Linked DNA regions of Gossypium hirsutum: region 2 is linked to region 1. Evidence: chromatin contacts called from public Hi-C data. All regions are on one chromosome and are shown on one strand. The core of a region is the stretch at or near the end of the contact, and the rest is flanking DNA. Distances in the headings are between cores, read along the strand shown.

Evidence for each region. A called contact is a pair of places that touch in the nucleus more often than the background predicts.
Region 2: a Hi-C map of hypocotyl shows a contact between it and region 1, with 3 times the contacts expected there. The contact joins the promoter of LOC107945063 here to the promoter of LOC107891922 in region 1. A contact is called at or near these places in 2 of 34 Hi-C or Micro-C datasets (hypocotyl and leaf).

What each region holds. Positions count from the first base shown.
Region 1 is chrD12:4,654,812-4,662,634 of Gossypium_hirsutum_v2.1, forward strand. It overlaps LOC107891922 (protein EARLY-RESPONSIVE TO DEHYDRATION 7, chloroplastic), which reads left to right and starts at 4,593. Exons shown (of 4, transcript XM_016816844.2): 1 at 4,593-5,568; 2 at 5,808-5,974; 3 at 6,263-6,347; 4 at 6,441-6,900. The coding sequence starts at 4,691. The coding sequence ends at 6,630. It overlaps LOC107892969 (a long non-coding RNA gene), which reads right to left and starts at 338. Exons shown (of 2, transcript XR_001682681.2): 1 at 192-338; 2 at 1-44.
Region 2 is chrD12:4,849,746-4,857,568 of Gossypium_hirsutum_v2.1, forward strand. It overlaps LOC107945063 (ubiquitin-conjugating enzyme E2 10), which reads left to right and starts at 4,649. Exons shown (of 7, transcript XR_005922258.1): 1 at 4,649-5,348; 2 at 5,463-5,590; 3 at 5,754-5,858; 4 at 5,949-6,098; 5 at 6,280-6,411; 6 at 6,674-7,064; 7 at 7,154-7,256. It overlaps LOC107945061 (rac-like GTP-binding protein ARAC3), which reads left to right and starts at 78. Exons shown (of 7, transcript XM_041108278.1): 1 at 78-419; 2 at 1,322-1,409; 3 at 1,505-1,614; 4 at 1,704-1,767; 5 at 3,550-3,614; 6 at 3,734-3,799; 7 at 3,885-4,399. The coding sequence starts at 321. The coding sequence ends at 3,989.

The DNA of each region.
Region 1 (7,823 bases), core at 3,343-5,842:
AGCAATTTCTTCACATTTTCCTTGGCAAATTGGTGCCGCTTCCCCTTCAAATTTTAACCATAAAAATACATCAGTACTCAAGTTAAATTACAAGTAAAAAATTGAAAGAAAACCTGAAGATTACTATAAAACTGATCAAGAGAATTTTTTTATTTATTTTATTTTTATTTTTAAATTCAATTTGTACATACCAATAAGTGAAAAGAAGAGAAGGATTGTTGTTAGCATGATCAGAATTCTAGCAAGCCAAGAGAGGTAGCAAGCAACCATTTTCTTTTCTCTTATTTTAAGAATTTGACCTTTTTTCTTTTTGAGAGAAAGGACTTTGGCAAAAAATTATTAGTATGTAACAATACCAATTTGGTGTAAATATATACATCGATGTGCGCATGTGTAAAGTGGGGGAAAAGTTATTAATGCATATCAACATGTATCCAGATAGTGGCAATATTTTTATATAAATTAAAATTTATAGGATTCTATTGCCATTTTAGTTTAACCACCTTCCATACATGTCAATACCACAATTCTTTATTTCCTAATATGCAATTCTCCAAATCTGATTTAAGATGTAGTATATTAAATTTTAGAGGATTCTATTGTTATTTTAGTTTAAAGAAGAGATTTGCTTGTATACAATTTATATTTGTTTAATCCAACTGTGTTATTTATGATCTATTTTCATGTACATTATCCAAAAAAATAAAGTAATTTAAAATTTTCTAATTTTTTATTTAATGAATATGATAAAAATATTAAATTAATTCAAACTTTTACATGTATGATGGTGTGAATGTATTCGCCTGATACTCAATTTGTTATACTATCAATTAGTTTTTTCACTTGCGATTGATGTACAAGATTGTTTTATTTAATAGTTAAAATATTTTCAAAACACATTGAACTAAAAACTTAAATATATACAGTACTAAATGAGTTTGCCGAACTGGCACGTTTTTATCTGTCCTTTATGTGGCATGGTTCTAGTCTTTGAATCTGATTGTGACTCTTCCATCGGTGTTTGCTTTTGGGTTTCATCGTCGGCGTGCTGAGTAAAGTTGATCGGTAGGGAGATTCTAGGGTTTTTTTGTTCTAATGGAGATCATGATTTGGCAGGGCCTAGTATTAACGAAGGAGAGGAAGAGGCTTGGCAATTTCAAGATGGGTCTGATATGCAACCAGAATTGTTTGATTTATGTTTGGTGGGCTGTTTTCTAACGACTAGCGTGGTACATTTTTCGACAATGCGAAACATGACTAATATTTGGCATCCCTTGGGTGGTGTATAGATCTCAGATCTGGGCGAAATGGGGTATCTGTTTAGGTTCTACAATAGGGTGGACATTGATAGGGTGGTAAAGGGTGCGTCATGGATGTTTAATAATCATCTATTAGTATTTCATCAGCTTGAAAATAATGAAGATCCTATGCAAATTCCATTGATCTTTTCATGGTTTTGGGTCCAAATTCATGATCTCCCTTTAAGGTTTTTTTCCCGAAATGGTGACAAAACAGTTTTGTAATTTTATTTGGGTATTTGGGGAGTACGCTTCAAAACAGATTTCTTTGAGTTTTAAACAGTGCTTACGAATCAAGGTAAGAATTGATGTGATGCTTCCATTGAAACGCATAAAAAAATTCAAATCTCGCTATCTAGTTTTATCTATGCAAGATTTCAGTATGAAAAACTCACGTTATTTTGCTTCATTTGTGGATGTCTTGGTCATGGAGACAATTTCTGTCAAGCAGCTTAGTTTGAGGTCGTAGTGATATACATATAGTGGAGTGACCCAGAGGTAGAGTCTCAGGGTTCAAGTCAAGTTGTAAATAAAATTTAAAATAGAATTTTCAAATTTCAAGTTGAGTAATGAATTCATTCTAATGGGATGGCTGTTGAAATGTTATTTTATGGGTCTTAACCTTGTAGTAAATTCCTTAAGCTGAATAATTTATTCATCTATGTTATAAACGTTTATTAGATTGTTATTATTTGGTATGTGAAATGTTCTAAGTTTCTATTATTAGAGTTTATATGACATGACTTCCAATCCACGACATATTTTAATAAGGTACAGGTTACTTAGTTAGTTATCAGAGTGTAGCACCTTGTAACCTACATTTAGTGATCAAGTTGGGTATGGGGCATTACATGTGTATTATAGTGTAAATTTTTTTATTTTGTTAATAAGTAGTTTTAGGTTCATATAGATTGCACATGGTTGTTTTATATGTAAACATGTTTGAAATATGTGACTTATGCTTATTATGTAATGTGTTAAGTATTTCTGCCTTATTTGAACACTTTAGAAAACTTAGCACTTTGGTTCAAGATGTTTTTTGCTAACTTAATTTATATAAATTCTAATGTTCAAGGGTTTAATTGAGTGCGAAAAAAGTATAGGAGTTTAATTGATTTTTTAGAGAAGTTTAGGGGCTTTGAAGTTCCTTTTAGCCTAAAATCTTATTATGATTGAGAAAAATAAATAAATAAAAGTTTTTTTAGTCACTTTTCAATTAAATTGGTGCCTGGTTGACTTGTGATACAAACTCAATTGGATGATTAAGTATTAATAGTATTAATAGTTAACACATATTAGATGTATGGAGAATTTTCAAATTTTTTCCTAAAATTCTAAAAATCTTATGGTTTATTTTTTAGTATAAAAGTTACAATGTTTTATCAGAACTAGATTGGTAGTTAAATCCATCAAATCGCTGATTCTTGGTTTAACTAGTTCAACAGGTTCACCCACTTCAATTGAATAAATTATTTAATTTTTTAAAAAATATTTAAAAATAGAGAAAATTAGTTCAACCGTCGGTTCAATCGATCCAACCGTTTTAGAAGTTAACCAGTCCATCCCCTTATTTTGAATTGGTATCTTGATCTTACCAATTCGATTATTCAGTCTAATCTAATTCCAAAAACAGTGATATCATTAAAGTTAAAATCGGGACGAAAAAGATATCCATACTTTTTCTATATACTATCATTAACATCATTTATTAAGATAGTGCAAATCAACATCCAAATGTTTTACTAGTTAAAAAGTACAAGGTTTTATGGATTAAAAGAAATAACAGTGTTGCCAATTGAGTCTTAATTAAGTTGATATTGATATTGTTGTCGGTGTAGGAGAATATAGGTTCGAGTGCTTAAGCGCATTTTATCTTCCTATTCAAGAGTTGAAGAAGGTTTATGAATAGTTTTAATCTTTGTATATAAAAAAGAAAATACAGTGTTTTATTATTATGAAAAAAGTTAATAACAACTTAATAATCTTCGCAAAAGTTGAGGTTTTGAATTAAAAGTGTTTAGGTTTAAATTTTATTATGTGTATTTATGCATGCATGTGAGTTTTTAATTCAAATTTTATTTTGGATTTCAATCCCATTATGTATAAGGCCTATCCATATTTATTTAGGTTAGGCCCAGATACATTTCAATTATTGGTCTATTCATTTGTACTTTGTAATGGTTTAATTTTGGTCGCGGTTATATAGACACATTGATTTTGTTTGCATTGTTGCTTATAAAGTTAAAAAAATACAACATTTTACTATATATATTTATTTTTTTGAAAGAGTGAATTTTTTTTATACAATGCTTAAAACTATTTTATATTCCCTCCCAAACTTTAAAATAAGAATATAAGATGCACCTGTGCACGCTCAAACTTAAATTCTCCTATATTAACAATAATGTTGATGCCAATCAAATTAAGACTTAATCAACAAAAAAAATAATTTTAAAAAGAAAATATCACTATAATGGTTGCTTTATCTTTTGATTTTTTTTATATACAATCTACAAAAAAACAAACCAGATAAAACATGAATTTCGAACACCCAAATTACTACTATTACAACTAAAAACTCATTTGTTCTTTCACATAAATATTTTATAAATTTCTTTTCAAAATAATGTATTATAACAATATCTGTCATAATTTAATATTATCTATTTAACTATATATTATTATTTAAGAGTATGATTGAAATTAGTGCTATCCATGAAGTAAATCTCGACATAATTATAAAATTATCAAAAATAATTTTATATATATACTTAATATTGTAATTTTCATTATCTCAAAATTTTAGTTTTAAAATAAAAACAAATCATTAATGAAGCTTTTCTTGAAAGGGACACTTCAATTGCTTTGGCCTTTAGTCACTCAACACTTACCAATGCTTTGAATTGCATTGGATAAATTTCCATCCATGAATAGATTTTGGGCAGCTTGTGTGTAACTATCCCTCTTCAGCCAAAATTGCATGATGGAAATGTTGAGATCTTCAACTATCGGCGTCTCTTCGATGGTGAGACTTACAGCTTTGTAGAAAGATTAATAAAAAGGAAAGAAGATATTTAAATAAAATAATGTTTTAATTTAACATACTCCAAAGTAAGAGAGAGCAGCAGCTTGTCGGATGCTAATAAATAGCCATAATATATCCATCATCCATAAAGAAAGACGGCTATCTGCCACTGTTATGACGCGGTTTCTCCTATGAATGCCATGTGCAACTCGCGTTTCCCAAAACCCAACCGACACGTCTTTGTATAGTTTTATTTCTTCCATCCTAAGCTTGTCCCACCTTAAATGCACTCATCCCCCTAACCCAATTGCAAGCTAACTAATCAACCACCAAACCTAGAAGGCCAGACCTGAACAAAGCTAAGATCATGTATTCTTCTCCTCCAAAACAGCCTTTCTCTCTTTACCCACAGGTCGATCTTTCAAACCCAGACGCCACTTCATCTTCTCCTTCTTCTTCGTCTTCTTTGTACCCTTCTTTGGACATGAAAGATTTAGCCGAAAACCTCTTCCCCGACGACGCCACCGCCTTGCACACCCACCAAGATTCTGCAGAACAACTCCTCCTCAAGGTTCCTGGTGCCATCGTTCACCTTATTGAGCGAGAAACCAGCGTTGAGCTTGCTTGTGGTGATCTCTGTATTGTTAGTCTCCTTCAAGGCGGCAACGTTGTTGCTGTTTTTGCTCGCCTTGGTGACGATATTCAATGGCCTTTGGCTAAAGATGAGCCTGTTGTAAAACTTGATGCTTCCCACTATTTCTTTACTCTTAGAGTGCCATCGAATGGGTCGTTTGAAGACGGAAAAGATTCTAATCAAACCGAGGATGTTTTGAACTATGGTCTGACAATAGCTGCAAAAGGGCAGGAGGGTTTGTTGAAGGAACTTGATAGAATCTTGGAAACTTACAGTTGCTTTTCGGCGCAACAAGTCAAAGGGATAGAGAACTGGAATCTTGTGGATGCGAGAAATGTGGCGCCCGAAGAGTTGAATACAAAGGAAAAAAGGGACTTAATCGTGGGAAGTTCAATGGCGTATTGGACGACTCTGGCGCCCAATGTTGAAGACTATAGCGGGTCTATAGCAAAGGCAATAGCATCGGGGTCAGGGTACGTTGTGAAGGGGATTTTGTGGTGTGGCGATGTCACTGTTGACAGGTTGAAATGGGGCAATGAGTTCTTGAGTAAGAGGATAAAGTCAGGTTCAACCTCTGAGATCTCTCCAGAGGCCCTGAGAAGGATGAAAAGGTTTGTTTCTTGATCATAACATAAGTCCCCTTTTATGATGAATTTTGAGCTGCTTAACATTTGAGCCTGTACTTGGAAAGCTTAAGTGCTTGTGGAACAGAGGCTATAATTATTAAGCATCATGGGAACTTTATGTTAAACTTCTGTTGCCTTCAGTACAATTCCGTAGGACAAATTTCAGCATATTCCTTTGTTAAAAATGATTTTGGAATCATGAGGTGATTTGATTCTGGTTTCAGGGTTAAGAAGGTAACAAAGATGTCAGAGAAAGTGGCCACTGGAATTCTTTCAGGTGTGGTTAAAGTGTCTGGATTCTTCACAGGTTCAATTGTTAACTCCAAAGTTGGCAAGAAATTTTTCAACCTGATGCCTGGAGAAATCGTTCTTGCTTCCTTGGATGGATTTAGTAAGTTGTTTCCTCTCGTCAACTTTACCTTGTTTGTTATGAATTTACTATATCTCGTCTTCTCTGCTAGGGTGCAACTTTCATGCCTGCTATCTATTTTATCATATATATGTGATACCATTTGTCATGCGGCCATCATCTGCATGTTGTGTGCGTGTCCAAAGACGTCATTAGTTTTTGATGCGAGGTTATTGCTTCTTTTGAAGTGTTTGGCACAACACTGCATTTACATAGAAAATGCAACATGGTTGGTATTCTTACGGTGTTTCTGCTTGTATGTCCATTTAGATAAGGTTTGCGATGCAGTTGAAGTAGCAGGAAGGAATGTCATGTCTACCACATCTGTGGTGACAACAGGACTTGTTTCACAAAGGTATGCTTTCTGAAAAGTAGAAGTTGATTATGTGGGAGTTGGTATATATGATCATCATGTTTATCATACGCACTACTGGTTTTGGTGGTGTAGGTATGGAGAAAAGGCAGGAAAGGTTACAAATGAAGGGCTTGATGCGGCAGGACATGCAATTGGGACAGCTTGGGCTGTGTTTAAGATTAGAAAGGCTCTTAATCCCAAGAGTGTCTTCAAACCCACAACTCTTGCAAAAGCTGCTGCACAGGCTAATGCTGCTGAATTGAAGTCCAAAAATAACAAGTAAACAGAGTTGCTTTTTAGTTTGAACAGGAAGACAAAAACAGAGATGCTTGTAGGACTGCAGTTTTCCAAAGGTTGAGAATTCTCAAGTGGATTGTATTTGTACTTTGCAATTGATGTGAATTACTATGCATCTTAAGAAACTCAATTCCCACTATACAAAATCAGATTACTTGTACCCGAGTACATTATTAAGCTAAAAACAGTTTGCTAATATAGAATGGTTTTAGGTTTGAAGATTGGCAAAATTTAAATGAAAGGTTAATTGTACTTATCTTTCGGGTTAAAAATTCTTATCGGTACTACTTTGGATTGGAATTTCTTTTGTTTTATCGAACTAGATAAAATTCTAGTCCAACAAAGAATAAATTTCTCTTCGAAACAAACCCATTTCCTATGTGTTAAGCTTCGTGCTTGTGTGTCAAAATTTTTCTTTTTATGCAATAATTTAATAAATAAATAAATTTTATTATCATAAATATAACTTTAATTATTATTTAATATAAAATGGTTTTAAACAATTTAATTTTAGTATAACTATAAACTAAAATGATATTAGTCATTAGATCGAAATCTTTTTATTTTTATTTTAGTAACGTAAGATCGTTACAAAATTTATGGCTTAAAATTAATTATGCAACAAAAAACCATAAGCAAATTAATTGAAATTTGCAAACGTTGGAATTAATGATTAAAAATAAATAAAAAAATTATAACTAGAAAATTGGAAACAAAAAAAAATCAACAACTAAAACTTAAGTAAAACTAAAAAAATAGCAAAAAAAATTGCAAATTGAAAACTTCTAACCACTATTGGTGGTGTTATCAAACTATAGTATTTGATTAAAAGTTTAAAAACTTGAAATGAAAAATGAAAAAGAAAAAATGACTGCCTAAAAATTAAAAGAATTTAAAAATTGGTTGCACGCAAATAAAAGAATAAAAATAATTAAAACATTATAAAAGTAGCCATGTTAATGTATTTTATAAAAAAAAACATTTCTAAGTAATTTAATGGGTAAAATTTTTTAGGTTTGAAGGAAAAAGATTACTTTTATTATATATTTATGTACTTTCTATTTAATTGATTATTTTTTATTTTTAATTATAAAATAATGGAACTTCAATTATATGTTAGTGTTATAAAATTAAATTATATTTTTTATAAATTTATTTTTCAATTAAAATTAATATTTA
Region 2 (7,823 bases), core at 3,399-5,898, 190 kb after region 1:
AAGACAGATTTTGATTATCTTTATTTTTTAGAGTAAATAAATTGCCTTTTCAACCTATGATGTTTCTCTTCTTTCCCGATAAAATATTGGAAAAATCAAGTCTATTAATTCGAAATTTAAAAATTATTTATATAATATCTCGAAAAATAATCCTATTATTATTATTATTATTATTATTATTATTATCCTTCCCTCTTTCTTGTACCTTAGCAACAACACTCGACTTTGGGTTGCTTTTCAACTCTCTGTCTGGGTTTAGACAACAAAGAGTGAAAGAGAAATAGCGGACTCAACTTCTGCGGATCACGCGTGGCGTAAGGATGAGTGCTTCCAGGTTCATAAAATGCGTCACGGTCGGTGACGGTGCCGTCGGCAAGACTTGCCTGCTCATTTCCTACACCAGCAATACTTTCCCTACCGTACGTTTTCACTCTTAGGGTTTCTTTTTTCTGTTTGGTATCTTGGGAAAATGCGGGAAAGAGAAAGAAAGTTGACCCTTAGGATGTTTTTTTGACTTGGATTTCCCCCCTATTTTCTCCGCAACCAAACGGAAATTATGCTGGTTTGTAGTCGTCAATGTTCCTTTTTTTTTTTCTCAAAGATGCTTCCTTATTTTCTTTATTTGTTTTTTCCCTTTGATTATACTTATCATTGGGATCTTGAATTTGGTTTAGAATATTATTCTGACTAATTGAATCATTCTTCATAAATTGTGTTTATCTAAGCAATTTCTTGGGGGATTTTCGCTGCAAAAACTTGCAGATATTTATAGTTTGCAAGTTTGTGATGATTTGGTCTGTTTTAGTTTCGATGCACCATCTTAGGATAAAGGATGCTTAGTTTTTTAATCTGCTAATTAATGTTAAACCTTAAAACTGGAAATTTCACCAGTTTTCTGCTAGAAAGAGGAAAGAAAAGAAATTGCTATATCTGTAAATTAGTCCTGATAAAAATTCCTGATGCAAGCCAATATCACAAATACCAATTCACACAGAAAAGAAGATATAGAGGAAGAATGTTAAGAAAAGAAGAGTGGAAGTTCCATTTAGGGATTTTCATTATTGTTGATCTCATGGCTGAATCTTGGGTGATGGCTATGATATTGGGGTTTTATTTTGGTCCTTACCAGTGGTGTGAGGAACATGCTTGTGCTAGAGTTTTCTTCTTTCTGTAAAACTTTACCACATATAGCTATGGTTGATGCTAGTTTTGTAATCATGACTGTCTAGTTCTTGCTTCATTGTTGCGATTACTTTAAGATGACTGGTGGACAGGGTGATTAAAACATTTTCCCCATTTTGTGCAATGTCTTCGGAAACAGGATTATGTGCCAACTGTCTTTGACAACTTTAGTGCTAATGTGGTAGTGGATGGGAACACTGTTAATCTGGGATTGTGGGATACTGCTGGTAACTTTCGATTCCATAATTTTTCCTTATCTGTGTCTTCTAAGTTCCAATGTATATTCTAGTAGTTTTCATTTAGTTTTTCTATCATGGAACAGGACAGGAAGATTACAATAGATTAAGACCATTGAGCTATCGTGGAGCAGATGTCTTCTTGCTGGCATTCTCTCTCATTAGCAAAGCTAGCTATGAGAATGTTGCTAAGAAAGTGAGACTATTAAGCTTTTCATGGCCTTTTTTGAAGATATACATTTGAATTACTTGACCTGCTAATATTTATCTATTTCAAATCCACAGTGGATTCCAGAATTGAGACATTATGCACCCGGTGTTCCAATTATTCTTGTTGGGACTAAGCTTGGTCAGATTCTACTCCAATTTTTATTTTGCATTTATCAATTATTTTTCCTTTCCATCATCTCTTATTGCAATCAATCTCTTTTTCTATATATATAGTATAAGTTGTGTTTAAGCCTAATGAATCCCATAATTTACAACATTTCCAACACCTTTTCTTCACATTTTCCGTGCCCTGGGAAAGGAAGAGGTTGAAGGGGAGGGGAGTTCATTGTCCTTGAGAAATGGGTAGAAGTTCCTCTTGGTGTGTGAAGTAGTGTAGTGCCTCGAGTTGACTATCCTTCTTGGTGAAGGCACCTAAAACCAATCTGTTTCGACTATGGGCTAGTTTAGCATCGCTTTTGAAAAGTGCTAAGAAAAAGTGACTTTGAAAAATGCTTTTGAAAGGTTTGCTTTAAGATCCAAGTGTTTAGTATTGCTGTAAAAAAAGTGCATTTTTAGACATGATGTTGTAAAGTATAAAATATGCATTTAAATGATGTTAAAATTCATTAATATTATGATATTTCAATAAAAATATAAAAAATGATTTATTGTAACTAATTATTAATATTTTGGTATAAATTTCAAATATTATTTAAGCAATTAATATTAATTGTTTTTAAAATTTAATTTGAATATATAGTCTATATTTTAAATATTAAAATATAGCCATTACAAAATCAAATATATAAAGTTATATATTTGAAACAAATTTTAATAAGGAAATAATGTATACCCTATATAAATATTACATAAAATACATTTGGGTATAAATGAGGGATAAAAACGTTATTTGACTCCAGAAGTGTTTTTTCCAAACGCAAACACTTTTCAAAAGTACTTTTGACTTCAGAAGTTGTCTTGTTTTTGTATTGCTTATGGCTCCCAAAAGTGCTTTTGAAAAGTAATGCTAAATGAAGCCTATATATCAAATTAGTATGTTTTTTAATGTGTTTAAAAGAATGCTTTGAGGGACAAGTTTGGGGAAACTTACTAAATCCTGTTGAATTTATCAGTCCAGTTACAATTGACTACATTTTGTTGTTTTCCAGTAATTTATTTTCTCCTAGTGAGTCATGAAATGTAATCCTTTAGGATATATTAGAAGTTGGTCTAATAATCTTGATGCTCTTATGTCCTCCCCAGCCCTACCTCCTCCTAGCCATGGGACCAAGGAATACCGAAACAAGTTCCATCTGCTTTCCGAAAAAGCCATTCATTTTGGGAGCACTATTTACTGGTTTTAAGAAAATCTTTGGGAACTATAGTGAAGTTACTGATTGTGAACTAAGCCTATGAGATGCTGAAGTGGAATATGAATCCAATAAAATGTTCATTATCTGAGATGATGACATTTGAAGAAAATGGGAAACAAAGAATATAACCGCAAAATTTCTAAGCTGGGCCCTATAATATATTTTCTCATGGAAACCATATTCTGGGTTTACTTCCATATGAGTTCATCACTCTGTCTGGAGTTAGTTAAATTGTCAATTTCACTATGGATAGTGGGGGAATGAAGTGCATATTAGTTTCACAAGAGGAAAAAAAGTCCATGTGGCAGATGAATAACAAAGAAAGCTATGAAGCAACTATCTAATGGAAGTTTACCTTTCCTAAAGCTAATGAAAGCACTCCATTTTCTCAAACTGTAATTTCTTATTCTTGTTCCAAACTTTCCTTAGTAAATATTCCTGGAACATTTTCCCATGTTGATTTGACATTGGAAACTGCTAAATTTATCTTTAAAGCCATCCATCCATCTTTATGATTTTCTAACAGCTACTAAATTTTCTTACTGTAGATCTTCGAGAAGATAAACAGTTCTTCATAGATCACCCTGGTGCAGTGCCCATTACCACAGCACAGGTACTGATCAGAGATGCTTTTTATAGTAACAACTACTGCTGAGTTATGTGCATTGTTGCATCATGCTGTCATTTTTGTTGAAAGCATGAGATCCTAATTTTGATTTTTTTCCCCCAAAGGGTGAGGAATTGAGAAAGCTAATTGGAGCACCTTTTTACATTGAGTGTAGTTCAAAAACACAACAGGTACGATATTTGGGTAAATTTATCTTCAGCCTTATCTTTTCGACTCTTGGAAAAGATTGTTGATAAACTACTTCTGAAAATACAGAATGTGAAAGCGGTCTTTGATGCGGCCATCAAAGTAGTTCTCCAGCCTCCAAAGAAGAAGAAGAAAAAGAAGAGAAAGGCACAAAAAGCCTGCTCAATATTGTGATCATGCAAAGAAGTGATATGGGTGCCAGATACTATGAACAATTAGCCATTTAATCTGGTAGTCTCTCACCATATCTATTATCTCTTCTCTCTGAGAAAATAGCTCCTTTTGGTATGTTGTCTGAACTGACAGAACTAGGGAACTTTCTACAAGCATCAAAATGTGTCCCTTTTTTTTTTCTTTCTCTTGGATCGTATTCTGAATTTGTATATCAAGGGTCTTTCATGTATTTGTCAACAAGCACATTATCCCCTTCAGTTTCTTTGGGTTTAGATATGCTTTGATCCATTGGCTACATTTGCAGAGAACAACCTATTGTTCTCCCTTGTATCTTGTTATGTAATATGATCTTAGTACATTTAAAGGAACTTGCTAATATATGTGTGTGGTTTTGCATTGCCACTTTGGTCCTCCATTGTATTTAAGATTGTCAGGAACATCGAATTTTATGATCTCGAATAAGAGGAAAAGGGGGGGGGGATGAGATTTGTGAAGACAGAAGATCGTTTCACAATGAATATTTGCATCCGTTTTCTCTTGGTAGATTTTGTTGATCAAATTCTGTGGTGCCTCTTTAGACATGTCAACTTCTTTGCTTTTTCAGATTCTCAGCCAGAGAAGCCAGTTAAGCTAAGAAGGAATATTTTTCCTGTCTCGACGTGGGTGGAGAGTGTAGTGGCAACTAAGAAGCTGTTTCCAAGATACAACATGGATTTAGCCTCCCCGGCTTTTGATATTTAAGCCATCCCTTGGGGAAGGTGGCTGTCATATGGTGCTTCATACGAATACGATCACTATCAACATATTGATTTTCTATTTAAGCATCAAATTTGTCCACGGAAAGAACAAATTCCGTGGAATGAAATGGTTGACTTGGAAAGTTTTAAACGACATTTAGAAACAAATGATTCTATTTGGCTTCTTTGACCCTCTAGATTGATGAGAAAGATGATTAGAAATGGCATCTTTGTGCTGTTCATGAATCAAGTGATGACCACTCAGTTTCAGTGGATGAAAAATATCTTTGTGCTATTTATATGGCTCAACATCTTCCATGGTTTTTCTTTTCTAAATTTCTTGATTCTGTACTGCAAACTTTTTATCTGGAATATATACTGTGCCCACTTGCATCACTATGATAAAGAATTGGTGGACCTCTATTTCCTAGCAACTTGCATTTCCACCAATAAATACATTAGTATCCTCCCCATGAAGGTCGTCTGGGAAGTAATTTCACTTAATATTCACATTCGTTGAATTCCCATTTCTGAGTCTCAAAGTTTTCTTTAATGGCGTCGAAAAGAATACTGAAGGAGCTGAAGGATTTGCAGAGAGATCCACCAACGTCATGCAGTGCAGGTATAGAGTAATATAAAAATCAAAGAAGAAAAGTCTTCCTTCTTGAGCCTAGCCACAACTGCGAATTCATTGTTGGTTATCGATTAATTTAACCATTTATGGCTGCACTTTCAGGTCCCGTGGCTGAGGATATGTTCCATTGGCAAGCAACCATCATTGGTCCAAACGATAGTCCCTATGCTGGTGGTGTTTTTCTTGTAACCATTCATTTCCCACCTGATTATCCATTTAAACCTCCCAAGGTATACAACTTAAACTGCACTCACAATTTCCTAGTCGGAATTTTCCCAAAACATAGAAAAAAATATTTTCTTTTATAAGAAAACATGCTCGAGTCCTTGTGACAGTTTCCAACTATCTAACAAATTAACCCTATTCTGTTTTCCAACAAAAACCTGTTTTCAGGTTGCCTTCAGGACCAAGGTTTACCATCCCAACATAAACAGCAATGGCAATATCTGCTTAGACATTCTCAAAGAGCAATGGAGTCCTGCACTCACCATATCTAAGGTAGTAAGTTTGTCGGTTGATTTGGGGGTACTGCATAATGGCTTATATATCTAAATATCTAAACAACTTTACATATTCTATTTTCTATAGGTTTTGCTGTCAATATGTTCACTGCTAACAGACCCAAATCCTGATGATCCTCTAGTTCCGGAGATTGCTCATTTGTGCAAAACTGACAAATTCAAGTACGAATCAACAGCTCGAAACTGGACCCAGAAGTATGCTATGGGCTGAACTTAGGTGCCATATACCTGCACATCCTCTTCTTCCACCTTTTCTTATTTAAGTATATTATCAAACAAAAAGTTGTTGCTGATTAATAAAGAATGTTTGTGATCATCAGGCTTTGAATTCTGAAATAACAAGCTGTAACTATTTTGCTTAGAATAAAACACTTCTGAGCTTAATTATTATTATACAGGCTTCACTTCATTATTTTGTCCTGGGTTAGAACTTGCATCCTCTTGGGTTAGCTTCCTTTTGAAGCTGCCAACCAAACTGTTACGGGTAAAATAGTGAGCGCTGAAGGCGTGGGGTCAACTGCTGTTAGTCAGTAAGATTTTCTATTGTAAACTGTAAGTGAATTACTAGAGAATTAAATATAGTAATTGTAATTACATGAAGGAATTCTTATGATATACAATCTCATTCTTGAGACATCATCTTCTTCCTCTCTCTCTGTGTCTCAATTCCACCATTAGAGCCTCTGCCCTATTCAACTTCCAACTTCCAACTTCCCTACAACTCTAGACCCTATCTCGCCGTGAATTGATCTTACTATTTGGTATTAAAGCACGTTACGTTCTGGATTACAGAACCAAGCAGAATCGCATGAACAAGTTATGCTCGCTTTAAAGGACATCGCAACTCTCAATCTGCAGCAGATACCAAGTACTGGCACAATTACATCAAGGAGAGACGACGACTACAATTCACATTTTAGTGGTGTTGATCTGAAGTTTGCCACCAGGGAAGCAAAGATAGTTTTCCTCGTTTTAATGGTGATGATGTGATTACAAATGTCAAAACAAATTTTCGATGCTCATCACACCTAGAAGAAGCAAAGGTGAAGGTAGGTGTCATCAATATGGCACCAGAATTGGGTGCCTTACGAGGGTGGTCAGAAGGCCCTGGAAGATTGCTTTGATGATGAACTATACGGAGGCCCTATGGCTATGACCGAGTTGTTGAATTTGAAACAAACAGGTAGGGCAGCCAAATAGCATGACTAATTTTGACTAGTTTCTGCTTAGAGTGAATTAACAGGAGGAGGTGCTGTGAACTTTTTCTTGCAGGACCGCGTGAAAATGTTAGTGCCAAGTCTCTCCACCATTCTTTTACCTTAGCCAACTTATACAAAGAATTTCACCAAAATTCCAAGAAACTATTATTACCCAATCACCTATTGTTGGAATTTTTAAGCCAAGAAGAACAGAGAACAAAGTAAGAAGCATGAAACAATTTACTTGCTCAGAAACGTGCAGCAAGGAATGAAAAACAGATTTTCATTACCAATCAACAAAGCCTTACATGTTTTTTTATAGTCAATCAACTTATCAAACACAATTATTACCGCTAATCAGTCTAGCAATTTGTGAAACATTACTTGTATACTAAAACAAGTCAACTAAACAAATTATTCATTATCTAAACACATCAAGCTGCCATCAAACTTAACCATTTAATCATTTTCAACTAAGCAAAATTACATTACAACTAAAACAAAAAAACTTATTAATGCAGCATGCATACCAGCTGTATGCACTCAACAAAAATCATTTTAGCTGCATAATTGATCACTTCTCGACAACCATACCCGACATCTATATTAACAACCTCAACAGCTAACCACTACATGGGCACCAACATTAGATCTAAGCACCCAGTTTTTGATGATGAGAGAGTCAAGGCTCAAACTACATTTGGGTTTCTAAATATTCTTTTCTATTTTTATTTTTAAAAAAT